2 separate regions of the Mus musculus genome follow, and region 1 is linked to region 2. Evidence: chromatin contacts called from public HiChIP or PLAC-seq data. All regions are on one chromosome and are shown on one strand. The core of a region is the stretch at or near the end of the contact, and the rest is flanking DNA. Distances in the headings are between cores, read along the strand shown.

Evidence for each region. HiChIP or PLAC-seq counts read pairs in DNA pulled down with a chosen protein or histone mark.
Region 1: a contact with region 2 is called in an H3K27ac HiChIP or PLAC-seq map of trophoblast stem cells, with 8 times the contacts expected there. The contact joins two enhancer-like sites. A contact is called at or near these places in 8 of 39 promoter capture datasets (the C10 cell line, the HPC-7 cell line, HPC-7-derived erythroid cells and 6 more), 1 of 15 datasets of contacts at CTCF or cohesin (the NIH/3T3 cell line), 1 of 115 datasets of contacts at active chromatin or transcription factors (trophoblast stem cells) and 4 of 9 other capture datasets (adipose tissue, embryonic stem cells, liver and 1 more).

Annotation. Positions count from the first base shown.
Region 1 is chr19:30,573,837-30,577,077 of GRCm38.p6, forward strand. All of the region lies in intron 16 of Prkg1 (protein kinase, cGMP-dependent, type I), which reads right to left. Among named protein-coding and RNA genes, the nearest start is that of Dkk1, 26 kb to the left of the region's middle. Within about 2 kb of position 1,530, at least 2 of the 459 cell types and tissues checked have an H3K27ac peak or open chromatin away from gene starts, as enhancers often do. A contact at or near this core is called in trophoblast stem cells, where this site is marked.
Region 2 is chr19:30,217,897-30,221,302 of GRCm38.p6, forward strand. No RefSeq gene overlaps it. Among named protein-coding and RNA genes, the nearest start is that of Mbl2, 13 kb to the right of the region's middle. Within about 2 kb of position 1,550, at least 7 of the 459 cell types and tissues checked have an H3K27ac peak or open chromatin away from gene starts, as enhancers often do. A contact at or near this core is called in trophoblast stem cells, where this site is marked.

The DNA of each region.
Region 1 (3,241 bases), core at 280-2,779, 360 kb after region 2:
ATTCTATCAGCGACTCTACACCCTACTCCTATGCTCCCGCCTCTCCACCTGGTACCACATCAAGTCTAATATAGTGCTCCCAGTAGGAATTCTGTACCCATTTAGCCTGCTTGGCTTTATAAGCCATCTCACTTACAGAGTCACCCAGCATAAGTCTGACCTGGAACACCAGGGCGGTTCCTCAGATCGTCTGTGCCCACTCAATTATCAGCCACCCTACCTGCCACATCACCTGCCACAGCTTAGACAATAACCCAGAACTCCAGACAGAATTCCCAGACCTGGTCCATCCACCTGCCTGCATATTAGTCACTCTACCCAGTTCCCTAAGTGGAAACTGATCTGGAACTCCAGGTAGGTTGCTAAGAATCCTTCCATTGTCCTACTTACCGGCTGAATTCTGAACTACCTGGATCTGGCAGGGGACAATAGGCAGGTCTTATGAGACCTTTTCTGCCTATACTGCTGTCCACCAGCCTTTCTATTCTCTGCATTAAGTGGAATACAACCCATACATTCATGTAGCTTCCCCTAGACCCATTCTGCCTATGTGTCTGCCTATCAGTCACCTTTCCCATCACTCCATCCTGGCATCATATGGAATCCAACCAGGAATTTCTTGTATGTTCCCCAAACCCATTCCCATCCCCCACTTGCCTACCAGCCACCCTATGCACTGCATCCAGTGTGACTTTGTACTCTATTACATCCCATAGTGCATCTTTTTACCGCATGCTACCCTACACATACACTGCTACCATACAGTATACAGTTGGATCTGAACTCCAGGTAGGTCCCCCAAACCCAAACTTCTCAACTACCTGCTTATTGCACGCATTGCTCTTCTCCAGCACAGTATAGAGTTTGACCTGGAACTCCAGGTAGAAACTCCCTAAGACAGTCTTGCTCTCTACCTTCCAAGGCACCCGGGGTTCATAAGGTCTTGTGCCTCTAACTCCAGATAAGGATACCCAGCCTGGCTTCCACTCCACCCACCTCCATCTGAGGATGGTGTGGTGTCCTATATTCTATCCCTACAGAGCATTGCCCACTCTCACTGTGATCCCAGCTCCTCCAACCCAAGGAACACCCATAGAAACCAAGGAGGGCTCCACAGCTCAAGACTGACAGAGAGATTCTCCCAGGGCCCAGAGACCCACAAGTAGTATCTTATTTGCTGAGTTAGGGTTACTTCTGAAACCCCATCTACATATCAACACAGAGTGGCCCAAAGACTGAACACCAAGGACCATTCAGCTGATCCATAACCTAGAACGTTAGGGTACAATGAACAAAACATTCAGGAAATCTGAGACACTATAAAAAGACCAAAGACACAAATTATAACTATAGGTGAAAAACCTAGGTCAAAGGCACAGAATAGATTTTCGATAAAATTGTAGAAGAAAAATCCCCAAATCTAAAGGAAGAGATGCTCATTAAACTGCAGGAGGTACAAAGAGCAGCAAATAGGCAGGGCCAGAAAAGAAACTCCTGAAAAAAAAACCACATAATCAGAGCTGTAGATGTTTTAATTAACAGGACAAAGAAAGTGGCAGACAGAAAGAACGAGTCATTCCTAAGAACAGGTCCATCAGAATAGCACTTGCCTTCTCCAGAGAGACTTCCAAAGCCAGAGGGTCTAGAATGATGTTCTACAAGTGCTAAAAGACCACAGACAGCAGCCTAAACTACCCCTATCTTACCAAGGAATTGTGGGCTTTCAGCTCCTATGATGGCTGTCTTTGAAGAGGGAAATTGCTCAAGGTTTCTTAGTAAATGTCCCCACTCAGAAGCCTGCAGTGAACATTGAAGTGTTCCAGAAAACTCTGGACATGTAAACTTTTTCAATATTCCTTTCAGCGTTGGGGTTTTGTTCTTTGCCTTAGGCAGTAATTTCTGATCACTTACTAAGTAGACTTGCGTGGTATTTATAAGGATGACCCTAAGCCACAGCCCTGGGAATTACCAATTTAGAAAAGCCCTGTGTCTTCTATGTAGCAGAGTAAGATACAGCATTGTGACTCCTTACTTAAAAGCTAGGTAAGGGACAACCCCAGACACACAGCTTACTTTAGCAGCTAGACTCTATAATGTGCACATAGCTAAGACACTCACAACCTGTAGTAGCCATGGCAATGCTGGCGGGTAAGCAAAAATCACTCGGATAAACCCGTCCCAGAACCAAATGAAAGTCCATCTTACACCAAAGCAGAGAAGGCATAGGTCACAGACTGACTGAAAATGACTGGTGAACTTAAGGCAACATAAAACTCTTGATTTAAACAGATCAGCCGAATATCATGTAGGGACTTCATGACTCATTCCTCCTGGGAAGGAAAGCATTAACCGTTCTAGTCGTTTATGTCTTTTGGGGTTAAAGGATCATAAAGTCTACAATTCAAATAGTCACAACGTCCTGTCTGCTTTGTCTTCATAATTACCCAGGAGGCAGAACTAAGCACCTTTCCCCAAGTCATTATAAAAGGTCGGCACATTCTGAGGAGATTGACCACGAGATTTTACCCAAGTGCCTCCCTGTCAGGAATATAAATATCTCCCTGTGCGCTGACAATCTCAGGGTGGAGAGAGATCCAACTGCACACAGACTGAGAGAACCCACATGCTATATTGTATAATAAAAATTGTCCCTGCTGAGACTCGCCGGTCTCAGTGATAACATGGTACTTAAACCTGTAAATTCTGAAAAGCTTTGACATCATCTTCAAGGAATAGACAAGTAAAGCATTGTAGTATCGCAACTTCCTAAACGCAGGGACAAGCCCTACTTTACAAATTTACATGTTTGGCATTGTGTCAAATTAGGCACAATTAGAAAATATACTCAGTGGCCACAACCTCAGTATGGTTTTTTCTTTCTTTTTTTCTTTTCTTTTTTAAATTTGTTCTACCACTGGATGTCTTCTTGGAATTGTTCTTTTTATGTTTTGCCACATTCTCAATATACAACTCCTGGTAAGTTTTTATGTCAGCCCGAAGGCTCTCAAGTTTGGAAGTCAAAAAGTATCCATGAGGAGTTAGAGGCGGTAAACAGAGGGTGGCTATGATCAATGATCATATGCCATTGTCTACATACATGGAATTCTCAAAGACTGAAGATTTTAAAAAAGACTCTAAGGAGAGTGACCCTCAATATTCCGAGAACCTGTGCTGTTCATTATTAGAGTGGAGTGCATCTGTATCTGACATGTCAGGCTTAATGTTGTGTCCACTCTAGGTT
Region 2 (3,406 bases), core at 300-2,799:
CATAATTCCTCAGGTTATAATAGATTCAACTTATAACCCCGGAGAGGCTGAGGAGATGACTCAGCTTGTAAATGCTTTCCTCACAAGCACTAGGAGATGAGTGAAGATGCCCACACCTCACGCCCCCCCCCCCTGCAGACCCAGACAGGTATGGAAGCATGGGTCTGTAATCCAGGTGATGCTCGGATGGGAGATGGACGGGTGGACGGGCAGCCGCCTGGTAACATCTCCTTGCCAGCTAGCCTGGCCTTTATGGTGGTATGTCCAGGCCAGTGAGAGAGCCTGTCTCCAGTCAAAGATGGAAAACCCAGAGTTATCTTCTGCCCTCCGCAGGTGAGCCATGAGTATGTGTGCCTCCCACACGAGTGCACACATACACACACATGCGCATATAATAAACAAATACTTATAGGTAGAAAAGTAGATCTGTGATCCCTGCTACCACAAAGGCGGATGAGCAGAGAGAGGAACTACGGCTTTACATTGCTGTTTATTCAGAGAGCCTGCTTTTACATATCATCGCTAGCCAGGGGAAATGCCCACAGGTCCTTGTCCCAGTCATTCTCCTCTGTCAAGTTGGCAATTAACACTCATTACGGTTGCTTTGCTAAGGTATATGTCACTGGGTTGTGTTTGAAGTACTAACTTATTCCATCGATCAGTCCTGCTGTCTGCCTTTCTCTGCCTAAAAAACTTCTTGTTGCAGTAGACAGTGGTTAGTGCGGAGACGGCTAACAGGTCCCGATGCTGGGAGCAAGAGGCTCGAGTAGCTGTGGGGAGCGTGGGGGGTGGGGCGAGCGGGGAAGGCGGGTGGTCAGCCACTCTAGAATTTCTTGTCTTGCTGGTCAGGTGGTGGTCAGCCACATTTCTGAGATGTCTCATATCCGAGCATCTCTTACATCTCTTATCATTATCCCTTGCATGGCTCAGACACCCCCTCAAATGACAAGTGGGGTTAGCTTCGGCAGTTATCAACCTTGTGCCTCTACAGAGGACTCTGGGCTGTGGCCCAGGGGCTGGGCTCAGGACAAACCCTGGTGGCATAGACAGGTTAAACTGATAATAATATGTATATTGTAGGTGTCTTTTTAATAATATGGAATACAAGTGTGTCTTTATATTAGAGAATATTGAAGTGCCCCTGTTTACCACTCCTATTCCCTATCAGAATGATCAGAGGAGAAAGCCGGCTATTCATAGAAATTCATTGCTTTCTGTTCCTGATCCTGGCTGTGATGTAGCCAGTGGCTTCAACTTCCTGCTGCCTTGAATTCCCTGCCATGTTGAATCACACCCATACACTGTAAGTACAAGTAGACACCCCACTCCCTCGTTACTTTAAAGCACATGGATTTTATTCATTCTCTCTGCTTGTGTGGGAATGTGCAGCCAAAGGTGTGTGGAGGTCAGAGGATAGCCCTCAGAGTGTTTTTCTCCTGCTACCATGTGGGTCACAGGGACTAAACCCTGATAGTTATGCTTGGTGGCAGGCACTGTTATGCACTGAGTTATCTTGCCAGCCCTTAGGTGACTTTTGTCAGGATATTTTATTACCGTGCACACCACACCCACTCCAGTGAAGTCTACGTGATAGGTCTAAAGGCTTGGACACAGTCCTGAGGCAAAGAGTTTCACAGAAAATCAGTCTCCTGGAACCTTGGCTCGAATGCTCCAAACCTGTCCCTGCGTTAGTTGGTGTATGGATCTCTGTGCTTTCTTTCAGTATTGTTTTATTATAGGTGCCTCCAAGAAATGATTTTACTAATACCTAAATCAGGTTGACCTCTACTGTCTGGCCTTCACCAATGTCCTAGGCAGTCCTTGAGCTGACCCTGGGCTTGGAATTTCATAAGAATGTCATTCATCCAGAGGAAATGCCCCCGTGTTGACAGTTAGCAATCAGGCATCTCAGTTTGCCAGATAGGAGTTAGAAATCTCAGGGCAGCCGGGTGTCATGGTGCACCCCTTTAATCCCAGCAATCGAGAGGCAGAGGCAGGCGGATTTCTGAGTTCGAGGCCAGCCTGGTCTACAAAGTGAGTTCCAGGCCAGCCAAGGCTACACAGAGAAACCCTGTCTGGGGGGTGGGGGGGAGGGGAGGGGGAAGAAATCTCAGGGCAAGCTTAGCAAAGTAAACTTAGAATTCTCATTACAGACATGAATGGCTGCCTACATTACATAATAATAGAAAGAAGGTGGGTTGTGGTTTTAGGAGAAACTGAAGTATTGTATTATTCATGAAAGGGTTAGTAGAACTGAACTCCCCTGGTGCATGTTTTTCACTTGGCTCAGAGGACTAGCATAATTAGGTATTTACTAAGGGACCCCTAGTGGTGGGTTTAACAATAGACTAGCATTGCATCAGACCATTCACCTGGCTCCTGTGTTTAGCTGATCTTAGATAGGGCTGTTCCTTTCTCAGTTGCAAACACTGCCTGGCTCCTCTCAGCTTTTTAGGTATGCATTTTCTTTGTTTTGTGTAAAGAACCATTATGCATCTCATGTACCTTGACTGTTGTATTCTTCTAGCTTTCTTTTTTTTCCTTCTGTATTATAAGTCTGGTGCTCCCTTTGAGAAATTACATTCAGATACAACTCTCCCTTTTATTCGCGTCTGTTTGTCACCTTTTCACTGACTCCTGCCCACCTGTACTGGGACTCTGATTCTCCCATGAATTGAGGGGCTGACTGAGGTCAGCCTGCGGCACGTTTAGGAAAAGACACAGAGAAACCTCCCTATCCGCCAACTCTTACATCCTTTCCTCTTCCTCGTCTGTGATGTTTCCTGGGACTTTGAGAAGGGTGTTGCAAATGTCCTATTTGGGATTTGGCACTTGGGAGTCTCAGCATTTTGAGTTATGAGTTTCATCATAAACAACTACACACTCTAAGAAAAGGTTTAGTAAGGCAGGTGGAATGAGCAATACTTTAAGGATACTAACCTAAGTATTTAGAAGGCAATTTGGTAATACATACACACTTAGCAAAACAACAGTTGTAAGGCATTGTCCACCATGCGTCATCTTGACCGTGCTCTGACACAAGTAGTGGGTTTCTGTGTGGCTTTTTCATACACCCTTAGTGTTGGTTAGTTGTTCCCATACTTCCTCCTCCTCCTCCTCTTCCTCCTCTTCCACCTCTTCCTCCTCCTCTTCCTTCTCCTCCACCTCTTCCTCCTCCTCCAGTCCATCTTCCTCGATGTATCTATCCCCTCTTAAACCTTTCTATTTCCCGAGTTCCCCTATTAAGTTCTACTGATGCACCAAGGCTTCTTTTTCCTCCCCTCTTTCATGGTCCCTTTCTAGCTTCCTCTCTTCCAGACACTCGACATTAAATATACAATTGTAAATAGGTGCCAGGCGTGGTGGTGCATGCCTTTAATCCCAGCAATCGAGAGGCAGAGGCAGG